Linked DNA regions of Pan troglodytes: all the other regions are linked to region 1. Evidence: chromatin contacts called from public Hi-C and HiChIP or PLAC-seq data. All regions are on one chromosome and are shown on one strand. The core of a region is the stretch at or near the end of the contact, and the rest is flanking DNA. Distances in the headings are between cores, read along the strand shown.

Region 1 (3,847 bases), core at 354-2,853:
TTACCAGGGAAGAAACTGAGGCTCAGATAAAGTTCTTTTATCCCACAGGTACACAAACTGCTAACTGATAGAGCCAGATCCAGCCATGTCTGGCTACAAAGCCTGTGTACTTTAACTTCTACAGAGAGTATGTGCAAGGTGAACCAGTAAAAATAACAATAACTGAAGAGCAATACTAAGAATAGTAATAATGATAGTTAACACAGTGCTTTACATGTGTGATCGCTTTGAACAGGATTAAGTGAACACATGAATAGGACTGGCAGGGAGTCTTTCTACTCTTCATTAGCGAAACAGGAGAGGACATATACAGTACTTAGGATTTCCACTGGCTTACTTTGTTTTCTGAAAAATAACTGAAAGGCTCAATTAGTTTTGTTTTGTCGCATTTATCAGATTATAACGTTCTGGATGTGGGTCTGGATGTGGGTAGTTGGGCTGGTGTGGGATTACATGAAATCAAACCTGATATATTCAGAAAGATTCTTCCGGTGGACACATATGCCTTTTGGGTTCGATATTCAATTTTGTAATTAGTGATCACTGTTCCTATTTATTTATTTATTTTTTTGAGACGGAGTTTCGCTCTTATTGCCCAGGCTGGAGCACAATGGCGCATTATCGGCTCATCACAACCTCCACCTCCCGGGTTCAAGCGATTCTCCTGCCTCAGCCTCCCCAGTAGCTGGGGTTACAGGCATGTACCACCATGCCCGGCTAATTTTGTATTTTTTAGTGGAGACAGGGTTTATCCATGTTGGTCAGGCTGGTCTTGAACTCCCGACCTCAGGTGATCCGCCCACCTAGGCCTCCCAAAGTACTGGGATTACAGGCGTGAGCCACCGCGCCCGGCCTGAATGGGAGTTTTTAATCCGTACTTTTTTCTTATTGAAGTTGAATGCCATATACCCCTCTATTTCCCTAGATGAATCCATGAAAGAAGTATGTTGCCCTCTATATGAAAAAGCAAGCTTGTCTTCTGCAGAAAATCAGTAACCACTCGTTTTTACACATAAATACCCCCAAATGAATCTCCGATGACTGATCTGATACTAGTCTGCAATTCTAGTTTTAGCATTAGGCTCACTCCTCATATTTGGGAGAAGATGTCCAATTCTGTAGTAATGTGTAACATAAAGTGGTGTCAATTTATAAATAATATCTTCTAATGAATTAATGCTCATTTGCAATGATCACTTCCATACAAATTTAGGTAAAGATGTTATTCAGAATTCGATTATCTCTATTTAAAAATGTCATCCTAATGTGCAACTCCCTAAAACTGTTACTACAAACAACTATTTTGCCACTCAGCCTAAAAATAAAACCTTTCACCCAAATGACACATCTTAATAGCCATATTTTAATCTACGTAATTTTAAACTATTCTGAAAGAATCCATTTCTAGATGTCAGACAAGAGTTGAAACTGGGACAGCAGTTTGAAGGGGCTAATTTAAAAACCCACTTCCCTGCTTGGAGACACCTCAAGAATTTCTAGGCTCACAAGGTGGGTGAAGTAAGGAAAGAGACTAAGAGCTGAACAGTGCCGTTCTTTGCGAGCCCCTACTGGCGCAGGCTGAGCCGGCTGCGGCTAGGGCTGCGAAGAGTTAACGAGGGACCGAGCCCCCAGCGCCGCGGGCTCCCCGCATGCTCCCTCCGCCCTCCCGTCCCCACCCTCTCGTTTTGGCAAGGGATTAAAGTGCTCCCCCCTGTGGCAGCAGTGACCCAGAAATGAGTTTGATTCACATAGTCCTTCCTCCATAACAAGCCAAACGCCAGACCGAGAGTGCCTCCGTGCGCGAGTGCCCGGTGTGTGCGCGCCGGCGAGAGCAGGGGCCCGCCCGGCTCCCCGCCCGCCGCGGCCCGAACTCATGCAGCTCCGAGCGAGCGAGCGGCGCCCAGCCCAGCGCCTCGGCCGAACCCCTCCGCAGCAGGTACGCGCGCGGGCCGCGGGGGGCGCGCGGGGTGGGCGCGCCGCGCGTGTGTCCGCGCGTGTCCGCGTGTGGGTCCGTGTGCGCGTCCCGGTCCCGCGGCGGCGACGGCGGCGGCGGCGGCGGCGGCGGCTGCAGGACGAGCCGAGAGGCTCAGCCATATTTGATGGTTTTGTTGCTTTGCTCGGGAGTTCTCGGGAGTAATTTAATGCCGAAGGTCGCTGCCTAGTGGAAATAATATAGTACGTCATTAATATGGCGCCAAAAGATTGGGTTCTCGATATGTAGCGAGGAGGGAGGGAGGCAGCCGCTGAGCGCAGCGTTACTATCCCACCAGTAACTTGGGCATTGCCGGGGCGGGGGCCGGAGGAGGAGGAGAGGATGATTTTTGGATCCTGAGAATTGATCTATGTTGGATCAGTAAGTTTTATTATGATTTTTTTTTTCAAATTTGGGGGGCTGAAGACTTAGAGCTATTTCTTCTTTTGGATTTGCGAAGAACATGCGGTTTTCAGGTGAATCATCAATTAAACGCGTTTAGGAGCAGAAGCCCAGTTTAAGTTGGCTTTAGTTTATAGGTTTTTTTTTTTTTTTTTTTTTTTTTTTTTTTTTTTTAGAAAGCCAAAGTGCATTAGGCTGCATGAAAGTGGAAAGCATAGTAGCAACTTGGTAGACAGATGGCAATGGCAGAACGCAGGTTCGCGTACATATATGAATCCAGTGTGTGTGAGACCGTGTGTGTGGTGGGACTGTATTTGTCCAAACATAGGTGTGCGTAGGTACATCTGTGTGTGGTGGCCGCAGCCCTGGCTCTTGTCACCGCGTCACCACATGTCCAAAATATTCATTGCATCAATTCAAGGGCAGTGAGAGGGGGGTGGGGGTGGGGGTGGAGGGACAGTTTGGCAATTAGATTCTTCCGAACTGGGCTTCCAGTGATCAGATCTTTTACTTACAGCGCGACTGCTTGTAAAGTGTAAAACCCCTTAATCGATGAAATGGGGTAGGAGTTGGCGTTGGTAGAGCAAAGTACCGATTAATCGTGAACTTAAAGGGGATTGCAAATTGCAACCTTTGGCACCATCTGCACATTGTGGGGGTGGGGCCTCTTGGTCTCCTTGCTTCCTTAAATGAACGTGTAGTGTGTACCCCGGGACTGCAAGTTGCAGAGCCCTTCAGTGCACGTGTCTTGTGCCTGTGAGTCTGTGTTTGCGAGTTGGGGGCTGTTGTTCGGTAGCCAGCAGGCTTTCCGGGTTGCTCGGCATTGGCTTGCAAATGCGGGAGAGGGATGGAATGTGGAATGTTGACCGGGGAACCGAATCCTGTCGGAACGGTCCCATTTGCTGGAGAAATTCGATCCCTTCCACCTCCTTCCCGCTCCCCCCCGCCCGCCTTCGGGCAGGAGGCGGGGCTGAGGACGCGGCTGCTGCTCAAAGTGGCGGAGCGCGGCGGCGGGAGGCAGGTGCACGGCACCCGCCAGTGGGGGTGCCTCAACTTCCGCGGGCGTTTAAATAGCAGCCTCTCTCCCCTCCCACCGGTAATAGGTGACCTGGCGGCCGAGGGCGGCGGGGGAGGGAACCGGGGGAGACTCGGGAGCGAGCCTCCGCGGCACGTGGGCAGGTGCTGGGTGGCCCCGGGGCCAACTTTTGTAGCCCGCCTCTGGTGTTTGAGGAGAGGCGGCCCAGTGTGGAAATGGGGGCGGGCGGCGGCCGAGGCGCTGCTTCTCCGCCGCGGCCGGAGCGTCACCTAACGGTCCCAGCTGCGCCGCCCGGGCCGGGGTGGGGGGTTGCGGGGGCGGGGACGCCCGGCCCGCCGCGCCCGCCCCGCACAAAGCCCGCGGCGCGGGGGTGGCCGCCGCGCCCCCGCCCCGGGAACGGCCCGAAGCCCGACGCGGTCCCCGCGCCGGTTCCGGCG
Region 2 (3,847 bases), core at 931-3,430, 290 kb before region 1:
TTTAATACTGAAAAAAAAAGCCTCATTATTAGTTTTAGAAAAAGAGAGACAATCTGTGTTGTTCTGGAACCAAGACAAAGTTCTAGAAGATTCTCTCTTGATCCTTAAACAGCATAGAAAAACCAGGTAAGTTGACTATGTTCATGTTTAGGAGTATGATGGCCAGTGGATCCAAAACCTATCCTATATCTACATGTTGGTGGCCACATTAATCTGACATCTGACAGCAAGAGCGATGATTGGGTTCACTGGAAATCTTCATGAAGTACGAGTGAAGTCCTTGTGAAGTCAGAGTGAGTATCAGAACTTTGAGTTCTAGTCTTGGCTCTAGACTGATTCAAAAGGTCAGGGCCTAATCAATTTACTCATTAACTTATAATTGTAATTAATTAGATTTTATTAATACAAGAATAAAAGAATTGTCCAGCACCTACTAAGCCAAATCCTAGAGATATGGAGAAGCAGATAAAAGTTGCTGCTTTCAAAGAACACAGTTCACTAATAGGAGACTGGCTTGGAATCATCTATCCTATAAGTGAAATTTTGATGGATTATTGTTGAGGTGCAAAGGATGGAGCAGTCAGTTGAATCTTGCTGGGGGAATTGTAATCAGAAAGCTCCGAGAATAGTAAACGAGAGTTTTGGAGGCCTAAGATCTTGGAATCACATGTGTAGAAGGATATTTAAGGTGTGCAGGCTCCTCCATGAGTAGCCCCAATGCCTTGAGTGGAATGGATACAAAGGTACGGACTTCTTGCATCCTTCCCAGGATATCAGGAGGCTTAGAGCAATATCTGCAAAATGTTGGCGATTGCTGAAACGCAGCGCTACAGCATCCATGGGGTCTTGCCCTTCTTCAACCATTCAGTAAATAGCACTCAGTAGAGATTCTGGCTGAGGATACTTGTTTTCAAAACAACAGCCCTGAGCCAACCTTTTTAAGTAGCTCCATATGTTTTTATGGAGAGTTTATGGATTGTGGCCTTCGGAATTCTTTTGTTTATCACTGGGAATTCAAGTCCTGAAAGCTGCTAACTAACCATGAGGTCTGCTGGTTATACAAGCTGTTGGACCTCTTAAGGACGTTGACATAAGGACCACTTTCTGTGAAATAAGAATTAGTGGTTTAAAAAGAGTGCACTTAACAGTATCATGTAAGTATCAGTTTCTGTATGTCATTACTAGCCAGGCTTTTTTTAAAAAACTGGACTGTGCTGCCTTGTGTGTACATTTAAATGAGGCCCTTAAAGGGAAATCTGAGCAATGTCTTCAAACAAAGACTTATAATCAGAAGGGTCTTTTTAAAAAAAAAAAAAAAAAAGAATAACTATCTTCAGCAGACCTAAAACCAGGATGGAAAGGTGGATACTTCCCCACCTGGGCCCCAAAGCAGGGCCCTTCAAAATACTGAAGGTCCAGCATTCCCTGGGCAATTCTTCCTCCTTCTCTGTCCTCCCCACCCCCATCAATACCCAGCTTGCAGTGATATTCTTTTACCCTTTACTAATCTAATGCCAAACACATGTAGGTTCTATCCTGTTTCCAGGAAAGAGGTTTCCATGAATTGCCTCATCAGCCTTACTAATAGCTACAATATATGGAGCACTTTGTGCCCAGCACTCGATTCCTTTTATACTTGATATCTTTTCATCCTTTCTTCACAATAGCCCCATGAGGTGGGTGCTATAATTATTTCTAATTTTACAGATAAGGAAACCAAAGCTCAGAGAGTCTGAGCAATTTGCTTAAAGTTGCTTAACAGCTGTATTAGCCTACTACTTATAATTCGACTACCTGTGTCGAAGGCTACATAAATTCAGGTCGCCTGACTCAAAGCTCTTATTCAACGTGCTAGCCTCCTTCCCACTAGATCTCATAAGATCTAGCTTGATCTCTAAGGCTCCATTCCAGCTTGGAAGAACTATGGTTCTTCTCCAGTGTCAGTTGTGTTGCTGTTCATGTTGTTTTCATGTAAAACAATGTAAGAAAGAGGCTGATAATCTCCCTCCATGAAACAGTTCTTCACACATTTAAAATCATCCATGGCTGATCGTAAATGCTTCTCCAGAGAGTGAATGGTCATGGCTGGTGCAGAAGGGTAACACTCTGGAAAGGCGGATGTGAGACCTGGCAGCTCTGCCTGGGTACACATAGCTTAGGGCTGACAAGTGAGTCAGCAGAAGTGAGCAGACAATACTGCATTGGGTTTTAACATGATGAGTCAGCCTTGCTATCTGGCCAGCTTCAGTGCAGCCCCCTGAAGTTTTAACAGAATATTAATTGCCCTTTCACTTCCCATTCCACACAGCTGGGTGGGATTGCTACCAGCCACACTGTTGAGAAGTTACACATTTTAGCCCAGCCTAGAAAGGTTTCCTGTGGTGGGTGAAATGACAACATGCACAAAGGTCAAACTCCAGATGTGGGAATCTGACCTTTTCTCCTCTTGGGGAAAACATTGCCTCGTTATAATCTCAAAAGATTTTTGGTACAGGTTTAAGGCTAGAGTCTACTGAAAGATCCAAACTCCTCTAACATAGAGGATGCCAGCCTGTTTCATGTAAATTTATCCAAGGCTTTGAGACCACCTACAAAATTCCTGAGCCAAGGGACCAGGGAATGTAGGCGAATGTTTAGGCATTTCTGAAGGAGGGAGCTAGACCTAGAAGTTGCTGCTTGCTCCTAGAAGTTGGAAGGCATTTCAAGATGAGGAATGAGTTGTTTCTGGATTGATGCCTTCACTGGCTAGAAATGCCAGCGGGTGGTGGGAAGAGTACATGGCAGGATGATGAGGAGTTTCCCATTCATTCATTCATTTATTCATCTGTGTATTCATTTTACAAAAATTCATATCAGATTTGCAAAATTCACTCACAATACACTCAGAGATAATAAAAAATGTAACAACTTTTTTTATTAACTGGTGGAATATTTCTCTCAAATTTCCACCACTGGACCCCAGAGTGGGAATTCAATTTTAGCCCAATCTTGTAAACTTAGTTCCAATGTAATTATCTAGGTTGAGCTAAAAGTTTCTTTTCATCTTTCAGGTTTCCTCTTCATGCCTCTACTCCTATGCAGTTTGACCTCTCAGTGTGCAGCTGGTGATAGATGGAAACCCTTGTTCATAAGCTTTGTGGCACTGTCGGCAGGATGAGGGGACTTCTGGATCCTCACTGGTCACTGTGGCAGAGTGGTTGGTGTTGTCTGCTCCCTAGACAGGAACCCACTGAAGAATCTGACATTTTTTGATATGCTGGCATTCATTGTTACAGCCCATCAACCCAGCCATCAATCCAGGACATGGGGTCCGTGCCCACGGTGGGAAGGAGGAGGAGGAAGCTGGCTTTGTTCTGACCTTAGGCTTCTGCTCCACCAGTACTTTCTGTGGGGGAAATAGGTAAAGAAATGGCTGTTCAGATGAGAAGATGTGTCAGTAAACTTTTGCTACAGTGATGCTGCAAAACAAATCACTGGTGACTTTCAGTGGCACACAGCAATAAACATTTATTTAGCTCAGGGATTGACAATCTTTTTTTTTTTTTTAAAGGGCCAAATAGTAAATATTTTAGGTGTTTCAGGCCATACAGTCTCTGAACTCTGAACTTGTAGCACAACAGTAGCCTTAGATGCTATGCAAATGGAGGAGCATGACTGTGTTCCAATAAAACTTTATTTATGGACACTAAAATTGGAATTTCATGGAATTTTTATATGTTAAGAAATATTATACTTTGATTTTTTTCAACCACGAAGTTGAATGGTCTGTGAGTTTTTTTCACAAGTCATACAAAAACAGATGGTGGGTCAGACTTGGCCCATGGCCATAGTTGGCTGAACCTTGATT
Region 3 (3,847 bases), core at 392-2,891, 290 kb after region 1:
AAAACTAAGTTGCTCTCTACCTCTTTCTCTCAAATCCCCTGATCTCCAGTCTCCCTGTGCCCAACTTAGTTTACTTCTTACCTGAATGATGACAGTAGACAACTAACTGCACTCTGCTATAATGCATATTCCCCGTAAAAATCAGACCGGGCCTTCTAAATTACAATTTGATCATGCCACTCTCAATTGAATTCCTATAACCCATGCAATGGTCCAAACTCCTTAGCACAGAGAAGACAGGGCCCTTCACCATCCAGCCCCTTTCTACGCCTTCGACTTCACTTGCCATTTCCCTATATAAATATTCCAATTCAATTTACATCAATATTACACTCAAACCAGCCGTATTGCAAGTCTTTAACAAAGCATATTCCTAATCCCCTCAGTGTCACAAATATTGTTCTATTTGGGATGCCTAGAGTTTTTCATATAGTAAATTCATATTTGTACTGCACGTTTCAGCCCAATAGCACCTTCCTTGAACATATTTTAATAATAATCGTGTAATAGTTAATATTTGTTTAACACAATGTATCAGATACTATTCTAAATCCTTTACATATTTTAATATTCATTTAATCTTTCCAACAACCCTATGAGACTGTGGCAAAAGAGCCAGCAGTTGCTGCCACTTCAATATATTTTGGAATACATTTCCCTCCCCAAATTAAATTCTTGGAGGTAAAAACTGTCCTGTTTATCTTTGCAGCAGCTGTTCTTCCATAGTGTCTGGTACATAATAGAAACAGGAGAGTTCAATAAACATCTTTTTAATAAATGGCCAGAGAGCTGTGCCCCTAGATTTTAAATGCACACTTGGAAACTCCTGCTGGCCATTAGCCTTCTAATCTTCAGAGCACGAGAGGAGCATAACAAACATGTTTAGCGTCTAGTAGAATTCTGTGTAAGCTACAAGTACTACCACACGGTTCTGCTTAAATATACACACATCCTCACGTATAACATCAAGCTTTTTTTTTTTCCTGCAACTAACTTCTTTACCTCTTTACCAATTTAAATGTACCCAACCAGCATTCAAAAAAGATTTGTCGGTCAACGACGACGATATTAAACATTGTATATGAAGTCTCAAAAAAAACATGGAGCTTACTTTGCTCTCTCAGAAAGTCGATTTCTGCAGCCATTTCGATACAATTTTAGTTTGGAGCTTTCACCACCTTTACCTTCCTCTGAAAGACAGAGAGCTTGCTGTGCGGGAAAACAAAACTAAGCCAACGCTCGGTTGGTTGTCAAGCGCTCCAGCGGTGCAATCTGCATCCTACTCACGCGGCATCTACAGCCCCGCCACGCTTCTTTCCCCCGCGCCCCAGACGAGTCCCTGGCCCTGGGGAGAGACTGAAGATTGCTGGGGACTCCACGTTCAACCGAATCCCACGCTGGTGGGAAGAGGACGCGCTCGATACAGGCGTCCCGCGGGTCACTCTGGGTCTCGTCGGGCCACCTAGGAGAGTGCCGCGGGAGCTTGACGGCAGCCTGAGAGCGGCGTTCTACGCGGAGCGGCGGGGGTTGGAGAGGACGACGCCAAGACGGCTGGGAAGCCCCAGGCCAGCAGCGGAAGTCCACTCGGCCCGCCCTGCGACTTTGAAACCGGTGCCCCGGACCACTCCTTGGAGACGGTGACGCCTCTTGCGTCATCACGCGGGCGTTGGAGCTTACGCCATCGCGCGTCCTAGAGTCCTAGCACGCTATTGGCTGGCTGTCAAGCAATGGGAGGAGTCGTGAGAACCTGGATGACAGCGGGCTGAGCCACCGGCTTGGCGCGGCGGCCAAACTGGTGGGACAGTGTCTCCAGGTAGTGAGGCCCAACCTCTTTAAAACAAACAAACAAAAAACCAAAATGCAAACGTGAGTAGAGAATGAAATACACAGTTTAAATGCCCTCACTATCTTTGGGTTACTAATACACTAAGCCTTTCTGGACTAAGTAAAGGATGCAGGTTCCTGCGGCTAGGGATAGAAGCCAGACTGGCGTCTTCAGAATCTCCCACCAAGGCTGTACCTCTGGAGGAGTTCTGGGTTTGGATTTGGTCATCTCAAGAAGGTAAGTACCTTCTCGGTCTTTGTGGGTCTTTAGACAAAGGAGACAACTGTTGTTTAAATATTTAACTGTGTAGTAATAAAGCGTGTAGTTAGAAGTACTCAAAAGATCTTGCAAATTCAGCAGCTACTTCTTCAAAGATAAGCTTGTTTCCTCAAATATAAGGAAAGATAAGAGGTACTTTTTTTTGCAAAAAACAAAACGGTGAAACTTACATTTGTGGATAGATTACAATTTTCATTTTTGAAAATTAATTTTGTCTGGACTTAAAACGTATTTTTTTTAAAAAAATCATTTAACATTAGAGGAAATCTCACCACTAGCAACAAAAATGTTAACTTGAAGCTAGCCACTAGTTTTGTGCTTTTAATAAATTGTATTTTTATGGACTGAAGTAAAGTTTCACTAAACAGGCATGTCATAGATGCAGCTTGATTTGGCTTTCTGTTTAACAGCTTAAGAGTTTTGTTGTCCCGTACTCATAATGTCATATAAACAAAGTAACCTTAGCGATATGTGTTAAGAAATTTAAAAAATGTATTCAAATATATGCAGTTAGGCATCTGAAGGCCTTACTAAATACTCACTGTTAATAGAATGAGATGGTCCCTTCCTCTAAAGACTAGCTGTTAAATATGGATGTGTAGCTTAATAATCATTGAAAAGGTCTAATCCAGCTTTGAGTCGGTGATAATTGAACTTGTTCTGATTTTTAGTAGCTATAACGTTTACACAAAAACTTTTTGTGTAAACGTTATAGCTAAGGGAAAATTGAGTGTGCAAGGTCCAACTCGTTTTTGAAGTTCAGTATATGACTCTTTCTTCATAAACATCTCACTGACTCTCCAAGGACTTGCTTGTAACTTCTCCCACATTTGAACCTTGTATATTGTCGTATTTCTACTTGGCATCAAATAAATAATTATAGACTTAACTCTACGCTTACACCCAAACTGGATGGAAGCAAATACCTTCTGGCTATAATTGATGAGTGGTATTTACATAAAGTGAATATCTCAGGTGAAAACTTTTATGTCTGCACTCGAATTTTTTAGCTTACATGATCATAATTATGATCATGATAGTTTTTTGTTTTTGCGTTTGTGTTTGTGGTTACAAGATTTTAGTAGTTGAATTTTAATGGAGTATTTTCAACATAAGTTTCATCATTAGGAAACAAAATTGTGATGATTTCACTTATCCTTAAAGGATCCCCTCTCATGTTCCTCCTTTTCACATCTCCTGAGTTCTCTATCCACTTCTCCCAAGGTAGGTGTCACCTTAGTACTTACTTCATGCTCCTTCCTGCATTATCTATCATGTTTTGTAGTTTGTCTCCAGGCTCCATCATAATACCTGGAACACAGTGTTGATTAAATATCTGATGGAAGGAATGAAAGAATTCAGTGGATGTTCATGAAAAGTATCTATTAGTATAAATTGAGTACAAGGAATGACAAGCGGAAATGTATGTAGTTTGTGTGTAACTCTTGTCAAGCCACCATTTAATGTTTTTATATGACTTTTCTGCAATAAAGAAGACCCCTAAAGTTGTATAGATTGAAAATTAGTGACATTTCACTAACATTCATTTGGTTGATCAATTGACATTGAGCACCCAGTACTTTGTGCAAAGTACCAGGAAGAATACAAAGTTAGAAGTTTAAGCAAGGATCAGAACAGATCACACAGCTGGCAAGTGCCTGAGTTGAGATTTGAACCCAGGCAGTATGGTTCTAATTTCACAATTGTTAACTGCTATGAACATGCCTCCCCAGGAATATAGTA

Evidence for each region. A called contact is a pair of places that touch in the nucleus more often than the background predicts. HiChIP or PLAC-seq counts read pairs in DNA pulled down with a chosen protein or histone mark.
Region 2: a Hi-C map of stem cell-derived neural progenitor cells shows a contact between it and region 1, with 2.3 times the contacts expected there. The contact joins the enhancer-like site here to the promoter of JADE1 in region 1. A contact is called at or near these places in 1 of 7 Hi-C or Micro-C datasets (stem cell-derived neural progenitor cells) and 1 of 1 datasets of contacts at active chromatin or transcription factors (stem cell-derived excitatory neurons).
Region 3: an H3K4me3 HiChIP or PLAC-seq map of stem cell-derived excitatory neurons shows a contact between it and region 1, with 2.8 times the contacts expected there. The contact joins the promoter of SCLT1 here to the promoter of JADE1 in region 1. A contact is called at or near these places in 1 of 7 Hi-C or Micro-C datasets (stem cell-derived neural progenitor cells) and 1 of 1 datasets of contacts at active chromatin or transcription factors (stem cell-derived excitatory neurons).

What each region holds. Positions count from the first base shown.
Region 1 is chr3:129,973,363-129,977,209 of NHGRI_mPanTro3-v2.0_pri, forward strand. JADE1 (jade family PHD finger 1) reads left to right here and starts at 1,604. Exons shown (of 11, transcript XM_001158814.6): 1 at 1,604-1,936.
Region 2 is chr3:129,682,406-129,686,252 of NHGRI_mPanTro3-v2.0_pri, forward strand. No RefSeq gene overlaps it. Among named protein-coding and RNA genes, the nearest start is that of PGRMC2, 240 kb to the left of the region's middle. Within about 2 kb of position 2,181, at least 6 of the 24 cell types and tissues checked have an H3K27ac peak or open chromatin away from gene starts, as enhancers often do. A contact at or near this core is called in stem cell-derived neural progenitor cells, where this site is marked.
Region 3 is chr3:130,258,497-130,262,343 of NHGRI_mPanTro3-v2.0_pri, forward strand. SCLT1 (sodium channel and clathrin linker 1) reads right to left here and starts at 1,642. Exons shown (of 22, transcript XM_063809861.1): 1 at 1,112-1,642. The coding sequence starts at 1,145. C4H4orf33 (chromosome 4 C4orf33 homolog) reads left to right here and starts at 1,632. Exons shown (of 7, transcript XR_010156704.1): 1 at 1,632-2,062.